3 separate regions of the Mus musculus genome follow, and regions 2 and 3 are each linked to region 1. The links are chromatin contacts, called in public HiCAR-type and HiChIP or PLAC-seq maps. All regions are on one chromosome and are shown on one strand. Each heading gives the region's core, a stretch centred on a gene start, on an enhancer-like site or on the middle of the called end of the contact. The rest is flanking DNA. Distances are from core to core; before and after follow the strand shown.

Region 1 (2,906 bases), core at 310-2,809:
CCCAGCTTCATCGGTTCCTGGCGGATGATGCGCTCAACACGGTGTAAACTCAGGACCCGGCAGCCCTTTCCCAATGGGAGCCATCCAGGGGAAGCTGGACTCGAAAACCAGAGAAGCCTATGGCACCGCACCCCACCGTCTCCATACTTGCCCATTCCCAAGAGGCAGTGTCTCTGCGGGTGGGCTGGGCCTGCCCGAGGAGCAGATACACACACTCCCTTCCGTTTCTTCCTTCCATCTGCCAAGTGCCACCCTCCCAGCTGGCCCTGTGGTTGGGATCCTGCCTGACTTCTTCCAGCTATCCCCTTGGGGAAGAACGGGGGCAAATGCTGGGCGTACACTGGACAAGGCCCACTGGACAACACTGGTTCCTGGGAGGTGACGGTGCCCCCCAGCTTTCTTCTTGTCACACACTGGACGCCGCCAGCTGAGAATTAGAGGGGTGAGGGGGACAAGGACGGCCAACCCCTACAGCGGTCCTCAGCCCTGGCTTCCTTCTGTTCCGCCCCCTGACACACTGGACCTGGGGGCGATCCCTGCCGTTGATCCTCAGTCACACACCCCTCCTTCTCACCTGCCATGCTGCAGCTAGAACTTCGCAAAGCCTCTATGTTTCTGTGGAGTAAATATTAGGATGGGGAACAGAGGGAGCAATAGCTTGAGGCTGGGGGTGGGGATTTCTATTGTAGCTACCACATTGGTTTTTCTATAATCACGCGGGGTTTGTACATTTTTTGGGGGGAGAGAAACACAGATTTTTACACTAATATATGGACCTAGCTTAAGGCGATTTTAATCCCCTGTCCTAGGCAGGTAATAATAAAAGTTGAGTTGTTTTTTGTTTTTTGTTTTTCCACAGCTGTGGGTGTATTTCCTGGGGTTTGGGTAATACCTGCCTCCTGGCTGTGGTCCAGTGTGGGTCTATCATCGCATAATCCAGACCTGTTGCCAGTTGGGCCATGAGAGCCACTCAGGTGCTCTACACGGGGAATGTGAATAGTGGTGTCCTTTGGTGGCAGGTCAAAGGTGCCATGGAAGCCATTGGGAATTCTGTTCTGGCTCATCATAAAGGGCAGTGCTAGTTATTAAAAATGGAGGTGTGGGTTCTTGTTCTGCTTGTCCAAATTCTAGGATTCTGAGGGCTGGGAGACCCAGGTGATCTCCGAGTTAGGTTTTGAAAGTATGAGACACCTGGGTGAAAGGCACACCAATGAGCCTGTAGGAGCAAGCTGCAGCCAGTGTGAAGGCCTCAAAGAGTTCACTTTGGGTGGTAAACAAAAAACCAAAAGACAAAAACAATCCCATGGCGGGCTTGAAGGAAACAGCTCCATCTTCGTAGCCGTTCCCATGAAATAAGGACCCTGGGGTTTTGGTTGATGATATTCACAAAGTCAGTCAAATGGATAATGAGGAGGACGGAAAAGGTAAATTCAATCTGAGATGGAATTAATGGGCTCTCAGGGGCCAGGCCACAAATCTAGCAGCCTTGCTAAAGCTACATAGGTCAGACTGCCTTCAGATTAAGGCCGACATTGATGGGCTAGAGTTCAGAGGTCAGACGTTAGAATAATAAGCAGTGGAGTCCCGGGCAGGGAGCCACAGTTCCCCGAGCTCTGCCCAGACTTGCTCTAAGCATTAGAGCGACGTAACTCTAGGTTCTTGTGATGTTCAGTGTGAGCAGGTCCAAACCTGCCCCTCTCCCAGGATGGTGGCAGCATCCACTCAGCAGCACCTGTATCATCCTGGATCCTTGCTGCAGAGTCCAGCATGAAGCTCACAGGTCTGCTTGCCAGATCTCTCTTTTTTCTTTTTCTAAGATGTATTTATTTATTTTATGTGAAGAGGGCATTGTGGATCCACCATGTGGTTGCTGGGAATCGGACTCATGACCTCTGGAAGAGCAGCCAGTGCTCTTAACCGCTGAGCCATCCCTACAGCCCCACAGATCTCCATTCTTTCTCCACATCTCCGCTTGCCCTGGCACATACTACAACACTGTAGTCTCCTAGCTAGTAAGCCAGGACTGTTCTGACCCTTTCTGGTTTGTCTTTGGTTCTGCAACCATGGAGACCTTGCTCTGAGACTGGGTCTTAACAAAGCCCAGACTTGTCTATCTCATCTTGCATAACCTGGAAGTGATTCTCCTGCCTTCGCTTCCCAGGTGCTGGAATTAGAGGCTCACAACACCACACCTGGTCCTCTGTATTTTTTATTTTAAAAATTATTACATTTATTCATTTAGTGTGTGTGCACGTGCCACGGTGTGTGCATGTGGAGGTTAGAGAACAACCTGCAGAAGTTGGTGGTCTCTTTCCATCATGCGTGTCCTGGGTATAAGACTCAGACGTGGTGGCAACTGCTGCCATCTAGCCACCACCTGTAAAATTTTGTATTACATTTTTCTTATTTTATATGTATGTATGTATGATGGGGGATTGAACCCAGGACCTTGTACATGCTAAGCAAACACTCTACCACTGAGCTATATACTCCCAGTCTCCCCCTCACTCCCTCCTTGGGATCTTTATTTTTTTTTGTTTTCAGACAAGGTCTCACTGTGTAGCCTAGGCTGGCCTGGCTCCCTATGTAGATCAGGTTGCCACTGAACTCAGAGATCTACCTTACTCTGCTTTATGTATGCAGGAATTAAAGGTGTGGGCCACCATGCCCAGCAGTTGTTTGCTTTGAGTTAGGACCTCACTCCTCCTGTCTCCAGTCTCCTGAATGCTTAAATTAGAAGTGTGTTCCACCAAGTCCACTTCTGGTTGACCTTTTAGGAACAAAACCTTGTCTGAGGCTGGCTGGTTCCTACGTCCTATGCAGTACCATTCTCCTGTGTATACCAACCACAGCACTTCCTCTAAGTGCTCTAAGGGCCGCAGACCTTCCTGGCATATGTATGGCCT
Region 2 (2,763 bases), core at 59-2,558, 170 kb after region 1:
CATACAGGACCTGAGATAACACAGAAACTGGCACTTAGGGAGGGGACTCCTGCTACAACAATCGCTAAGCTGTCGGAACTCCCGGCGGGCATCGGTATCCACTCGCACCTTGTTCTTAAGGCTAATTGCTTACACTTGCTCCAGAGTGCTGGCTGTAGGCCATCAGACACTAAGCAAGGCCCGTGCACTCACAGAATGATCTTAAGATGGCCTGGAGATAAAACTCCCCTACCCAAGGGTGTCCCTTTCTTGTTTACAAGGAAAGGTAGAAAGGCTGAAATCGATCAGATCTGCACCTCAGGCACTACAAGGGTCTGCTCGTGTAAAGGTGACTCATGGAGTCTGAGGCTAAAGTAGACAGGCCGTAAACTTGACTGAAGGTGAGCCCTACTCCACACATGGCCCAAACAAGAGCTCCTATCAGCAGCCAGTCACACCCAACCTCTTCAGTAACAATAACTCCAGGATAAGCACCATTTTTTACCCCCCCAGCCATGCCTAACCTTAAGGCCAAGTTCCTGGGTCCGACTGTGATCCAAGTCCCCAGAGGGGCTGATATGTTTTTTTTTTTGGGGGGGGGCTGATTTTCACGCATCACTGGTGTACAGACAGTGATGGCATGAAGCAAGTGTCGGGACACAGGCCAGGCCTAGGTGACCTACATGACAAGGGCCAGGCCGAAACAATCCAGGCCGGTTTCTGATTCTTGCAATTCTGGGTTCTAGTCCACACTGCGTCGTGCTTCTCAGGAGGCCCGGCAGCCATCACCACCTTTGGCAGGCAGGGTGGCTACCCTACATGTTCCCAATTCCCTTCACTGCTGCCTCTGCCAGCCCAGCCAAGTCCCTTCACTTACCTCCTCGGGAGTTGGTTCCACCTTCTCCAACTTCACGGCATTGGGGCGGTCGGCACAGGGCTCAGAGGAGGTTCCCTCTGAGTTGCTTTCCACTCGTGCTCCTGCCTGGCCCTCAGGCTGCAAAGTCTCCACGCCAACTTGGGGGACTAGGCCCAGTCCAACCTGAGGTCCACAGTATGCCATCCCTCCGCAGAACTCGTATGCGGGCGGACATGGGGAGATCCCCAATACCTCTGAGCCTGGTCCGATTCCAGGCCCACCTGGAGGCCCTTGGAAGCTTAGCCAGGTTCGAGGATCCACCCAGCCCGGCTCCAGCCCTGCTGACCCATCACCCCCACCTGGTGGGGGTGAGAAGGCGAAGTCTGAAGCCAGGTGTCCAGCCATGGGGAAGGTGGGCACCCCGAGCCGGGGGCCTGGTGGAAAGACGGCTCACCTAGGGACGGTTTCACCTCTCCCTCCCCAATCCCACCCTCTAGCCTTGACCTCTGGCCCCGCCCCCTGGGTGGGTGGAGGAGCAGAGCTGTGGGGGTGGGAGAAACTGAGGCGAGCGCTATCTGCCTGTGTCTTCCAGACGGAGGTTGGGGACGTCTGGACAGGACAACCCTTAGGACGGGACCCCAGGAGGCCTTCATTTTCAACCTTCAAGGTCCTCTCACCCCTGCCTTGGGTCACCGGACACCTCACAAACCAGTTGCTCGGATGCCCCATCGCACCACAAAGCCTGTTGGCACTGCACCCTCTCGGCCTGTCCTTACAGCCCACTCAGCCATCCTCTGGAGAGCCTAAAACATCCATTGAATGTTCGTGTGCCAATTATTTCTGGGGCCACTCCTCAGTTCTTGCTTACCCACCCGTCTAGAGTCCTAGATATGGGTGAACCCAGTATTTCAGCCCATGTCCAAGGCCAGGACAAGACAGCCATTGCACCTCCAGTCCTCCAGAGTTTAGAGGCTCTACACCATGGGACCCCGAGCCCCAACCAGATATGTCCCCAGAGACCCCAGAGAAGTGCTGGCTCTGCGTTTTCAGAGCACAGTATTCCATCTTGTGTTGTCCAGGTTGGTAGATTAGACACTAACCACCCCCCAACCCCCATAAGACCTGCACCCAGGCTCCATCCCCTCACAGTTAAGGCCGGGGCCTCTTTCCTCAAGATTCTCAGTTCTCCCTCCCCCCACCTCCTCATCCCAGGCTTCCAGCCTAGTTCCTGGGTGGAGAAACCCAACGGGTGGGAGGTGGGTAGAGAGAAGAAATATCTGACTTCAGGTTCAAAGGGGCCTGGGAGGGACTGGGGGAAGGGGGCAGGACAATGGCCTTGGCTGGACAATCCTGGTCCCCAGAGGGGGCAGCTCTAACCCTAAACAAGTACTCAACCCTTGAATGGGCCAGGATGGCTCCCCTGGGGACAACTTCCTGCTCCCCAACCCCCTCCTGAGCCCCAATCCCCTCACACAAGACTTCCCCAGCTCTCCACCTCTCCTCAAAGACAGAGCCTCAGATGGAGATACCCTGCTTCCCTTCCTCCAGGGACTCCGGTGTTCATCCTCGTCACCCACCCCTCCCCCATTCCTGTGCTGGCGGAAAGACACTAAGGAGACGGGATTAGGAGGAGGGGGTGCAGAGAGCCTACCCTGAACTTCCCTAGAGTGGTTTTCTGGGCCCAGTCTGAGGATCCCATTACTGGCCTGGTGCTTAGTTATCTTTGCAAGAGAATAGCCCTCAGAGTGCCTGTCTGCAAGGGATGGTGTTTGTCTGTCTGCTCCTACACCATGCTCTGAACGAAGGCCCCAGGGTGAATCACACAGCCTCAAAAAGCCCAGAGCACCCCACAGTGTACATAGCCAGGACAGAGTTCTGAGCCTGGGCCCAGCCCGCCTGAGCTGTTGGCTAGGGTCAGTGGCTCTAGG
Region 3 (2,887 bases), core at 144-2,643, 190 kb before region 1:
GCCTCCAGCTGTATCAAGCTCTGTTTCTGGGGTTCTCTTGAGTCAAGATTCCATTTATGGACATCTGTCGGGCTGGCCTTCTGGTCACCAGGCTCCCCAGGGCTCAGAATGCTTTCCAACACCTCCTTTCTCTTGGGACTGTCATCTCCAGAACCCGCTAATCTCAGACTCTCCTCTGGAGTTTCTCCAGGGCTCAGCCTCCATTTCTGAGCCTCTGCTGGTCTGGAACTCAGGTCTCTGGCCTCTGCTGGGCTCTGCCTCCAGTCTCGAAGAGACCTCGAACTTGACTCTTGGGCTCCCCCTATCACCAGCCTCCTATCTCTGGACTCCCGGGGACTTAGCCTCTCTTCTCTGGACTCTCTTCCCTTAGGACTCTGATCTCTTAAATTACCAGGACTTGATCTCCTTTCTAGAACCTCCAGAGGCCCAGCCTTCCTATCACCAAGCACCTCGTTTCTCTGCTGCTGCTGCTGTTGCTGCTGCCGCTGTCGCTCCTGTTGGATGAATCGATTCTGATGTACTGGTCCAATAGCCTCCAAAAGGACAGCAGATTCATCTGGGTCTGGAGGTCCAGCCTCAGCATTCCCAGGCACAGGGCTCCCCTCTCCAGGAGGCAGGCCCAACTTGGCTCTGCGTCGTTCCAGGATTCCCCTCTTCCAGGCTGGCATCTGGGACAAGCGATCCCGTTCTGCTTTCTCGCGGCCACGAACCGCTGCCTCCTCCTGCCTCCGCCGGGCTAGCAACTGTAGCTTCCAATCTGGGATAGCGGTCATGGTCACTGGAAGTGAAGGAGAGAGTATTGGGGGACAGGAACAGGAAGGGTAAGCTTCAGAGGAGCCCGGAGACTGAGAATGGGGGTTGGGGGAGGAAGTGATGCGGGAAGGGACGAAGAAGGGCAGGAGGGGACAGTGGAATTAAGAATGAAGATAGAGGAAGGCCGTGAAAGGAAGGACAGCAAAAGAGTCAGGAACTGAAAAACTGAAGAGAAAAGCTGGGTGCCAAGTTGGGGGTGGGGATAGTGGGAGAGGAAGAGTCGAGATTCCGGGCAGAGGCAGAGCTAGATTGGGGTTTGTGGGCACCAGACCGTCCCTAAGATATAAGAAAGGGGAGAGAGGAAAAGCAGGAGAGAGAGAGGAGCCGGAGGAGCCGGGGCTGAGAAGTGAGCGGATTCAGTCAAGACTGCCTCCCCCGGTACGCAGGGGGAGATAAACGGGAAGAACAGGGAACCAGACGGCGAAGGGCGAGGAGATCGGGCAGGAGGTGAGGAGGTGAGGACAGATGTAGAGGGCAGAGGTCCAGGGTAGAAGGGGAGACCGGGAAACAGGCAAGGGCGCCGGCGCCTCTTCGCACGGGGCCCCCGCAGCTCCCGGCTGCCTTCCCGGCTGCGCTCGGCCCCGCCCCTCAGTCCGGCCCCTACCCCACTGTCTTTCCCGCCCCCGAGGCGGGTCAGGGGAAATACCCTCCTTGGGGACTTTTGGTACCCGAGCAAGTGTGCAGCCCCGTACATTCCCAGAACCCTGGCGTCCAGCCGCGTTCAGTCCCTACAATCTCGCCGGCCTCCCCACCGGATACGCTCCAGAACTCGGGCGCGACGAGGACCCACATCACGCCTCTGCTGTCTTCCCCAACCAGGGAGCCGGCTCTCAGGGGACCTTGACCCAAAGGGTTGTGCACCAGAGGGAACTGAAGGGACAATCTATGCAAAAGGGGAGACACTCCAGGGAAGATCTGGAGCCAGGAGGCACTTCTCTTAAAGTGGGAGCCACATAGTCAACTTACACGCCTCGGGGTCCCTAGGAGGAGGTGCAGTGGAGTCAGGCGTCGGGAGAGAGGAAGAGGAGGAGAGAGGCGAAGGGAGATCCGGAGGGAGGGAGGGAAACAGAGGAGGAGGGAAGAGGGAGCCTAAGAGGAGGGACGGAGACGCAGACTGGGGGCCAGGCGGGGGCGGCGACCGCTTTGTCTACGGACAATGGGGCGAGGGAAGGGGGCGCAGGGAGGAGCCCGGCGAAGGGCGGGGCTTCGCTGCCCTCCTTCCCGCGTGGACTCTGGTGGGACTTCTCTCTTGCTGTGGCTATCCCCTCGCTCTCCGTTGTCTGTCTCCAGAGACCTTCACCCGCTTCCTTCCTTGCAGCCCCGAAGAAGCGGGGTGTCCAGACCCACTTCTCCAGCTGGCCGACCCGGGGCGGCGGCCCGTGACTCAGGCCCCCTGAGGGACATGGGGAGGAAGCGGCAGCTGCTTGGAGTCGGACCCGCCCTTCCCATCTCTCGCCGCTCCTCCCCACGCTTTTTCTTTCCCTAGCCAGTCTTTGTTACCGTGGCAGAGAAGGCGGCTGCCAGGCCCTGGGGTCTGAGGCAAAATGGCTTTGGGAGTTCGCTCTCCTCCCAGAGAGTTATTCTGTCTCCCGTGGGTTCCCTGATTTATACGCGGAGAAACTAATATTTGGAGGGAACAGGACTGGACGACTGAGAGATGGGGCGGGTCCATGGGGTGTGGCCCCAGCCTTGCGATCGTTTTAGAGTGCTCGGCTATCACCGCAAAAACTAGGTCTCATCTTCCTTCCCACAATTGGTTCTGCGGCTTGAGAGTCATGGACAGACAAGTGGATATCATATGTATAAAATTTTATTTTTTCTGCAGCGCATATCCTTTGGGAGAGCAGGGAGCCCTGAGTCAACCCGAGTTAAAATCGGGAGACGTCGCCTTAGGAGACCACACAGAGCTGTAGGGAAAGACCTAAGGAGAAACTAAGGCAGGAGTGGGGAGGAAGCACAGCCGCGGTACAAAAGAGCCACTACTTATAAACTTTCAGATAGGCCCTGACATAGCTCCCTGAGGTGGAAACATGGAAGGGAATCCCTGAGGTGCAGAGCCAATAACAGTGCCAGG

The links. HiCAR-type assays count read pairs that join an accessible place to other places. HiChIP or PLAC-seq counts read pairs in DNA pulled down with a chosen protein or histone mark.
Region 2: a HiCAR-type map of embryonic stem cells shows a contact between it and region 1, with 2.0 times the contacts expected there. The contact joins the promoter of Pou5f1 here to the enhancer-like site in region 1. A contact is called at or near these places in 1 of 39 promoter capture datasets (cranial neural crest), 4 of 484 Hi-C or Micro-C datasets (embryonic stem cells, erythroblasts and olfactory sensory neurons), 6 of 115 datasets of contacts at active chromatin or transcription factors (embryonic stem cells, epiblast stem cells, memory CD8 T cells and 1 more) and 4 of 9 other capture datasets (adipose tissue, liver, macrophages and 1 more).
Region 3: a contact with region 1 is called in an H3K4me3 HiChIP or PLAC-seq map of embryonic stem cells, with 4 times the contacts expected there. The contact joins the promoter of Ppp1r18 here to the enhancer-like site in region 1. A contact is called at or near these places in 4 of 39 promoter capture datasets (cranial neural crest, embryonic stem cells, fetal liver and 1 more), 15 of 484 Hi-C or Micro-C datasets (CD8 T cells, the HL-1 cell line, Sertoli cells and 5 more), 16 of 115 datasets of contacts at active chromatin or transcription factors (the SCID.adh cell line, bone marrow-derived dendritic cells, effector CD8 T cells and 6 more) and 3 of 9 other capture datasets (adipose tissue, liver and pancreatic islet).

Annotation. Positions count from the first base shown.
Region 1 is chr17:35,679,519-35,682,424 of GRCm38.p6, reverse strand. It overlaps Ddr1 (discoidin domain receptor family, member 1), which reads left to right. Exons shown (of 18, transcript NM_001198833.1): 18 at 1-858. The coding sequence ends at 47. Among named protein-coding and RNA genes, the nearest start is that of Gtf2h4, 7.2 kb to the right of the region's middle. Within about 2 kb of position 1,559, at least 13 of the 459 cell types and tissues checked have an H3K27ac peak or open chromatin away from gene starts, as enhancers often do. A contact at or near this core is called in embryonic stem cells and neural progenitor cells, where this site is marked.
Region 2 is chr17:35,504,577-35,507,339 of GRCm38.p6, reverse strand. Pou5f1 (POU domain, class 5, transcription factor 1) reads right to left here and starts at 1,308. Exons shown (of 5, transcript NM_013633.3): 1 at 857-1,308. The coding sequence starts at 1,240. It overlaps Gm32362 (a long non-coding RNA gene), which reads left to right and starts at 1,603. Exons shown (of 3, transcript XR_385564.3): 1 at 1,603-1,914. RefSeq lists promoters at 1,262-1,531, 1,289-2,763, 1,238-2,763 and enhancers at 2,199-2,441, 1,523-2,531, 2,526-2,763.
Region 3 is chr17:35,865,121-35,868,007 of GRCm38.p6, reverse strand. Ppp1r18 (protein phosphatase 1, regulatory subunit 18) reads right to left here and starts at 1,393. Exons shown (of 3, transcript NM_175242.1): 1 at 1-1,393. The coding sequence starts at 773. Nrm (nurim (nuclear envelope membrane protein)) reads right to left here. Exons shown (of 4, transcript NM_134122.2): 4 at 2,608-2,887.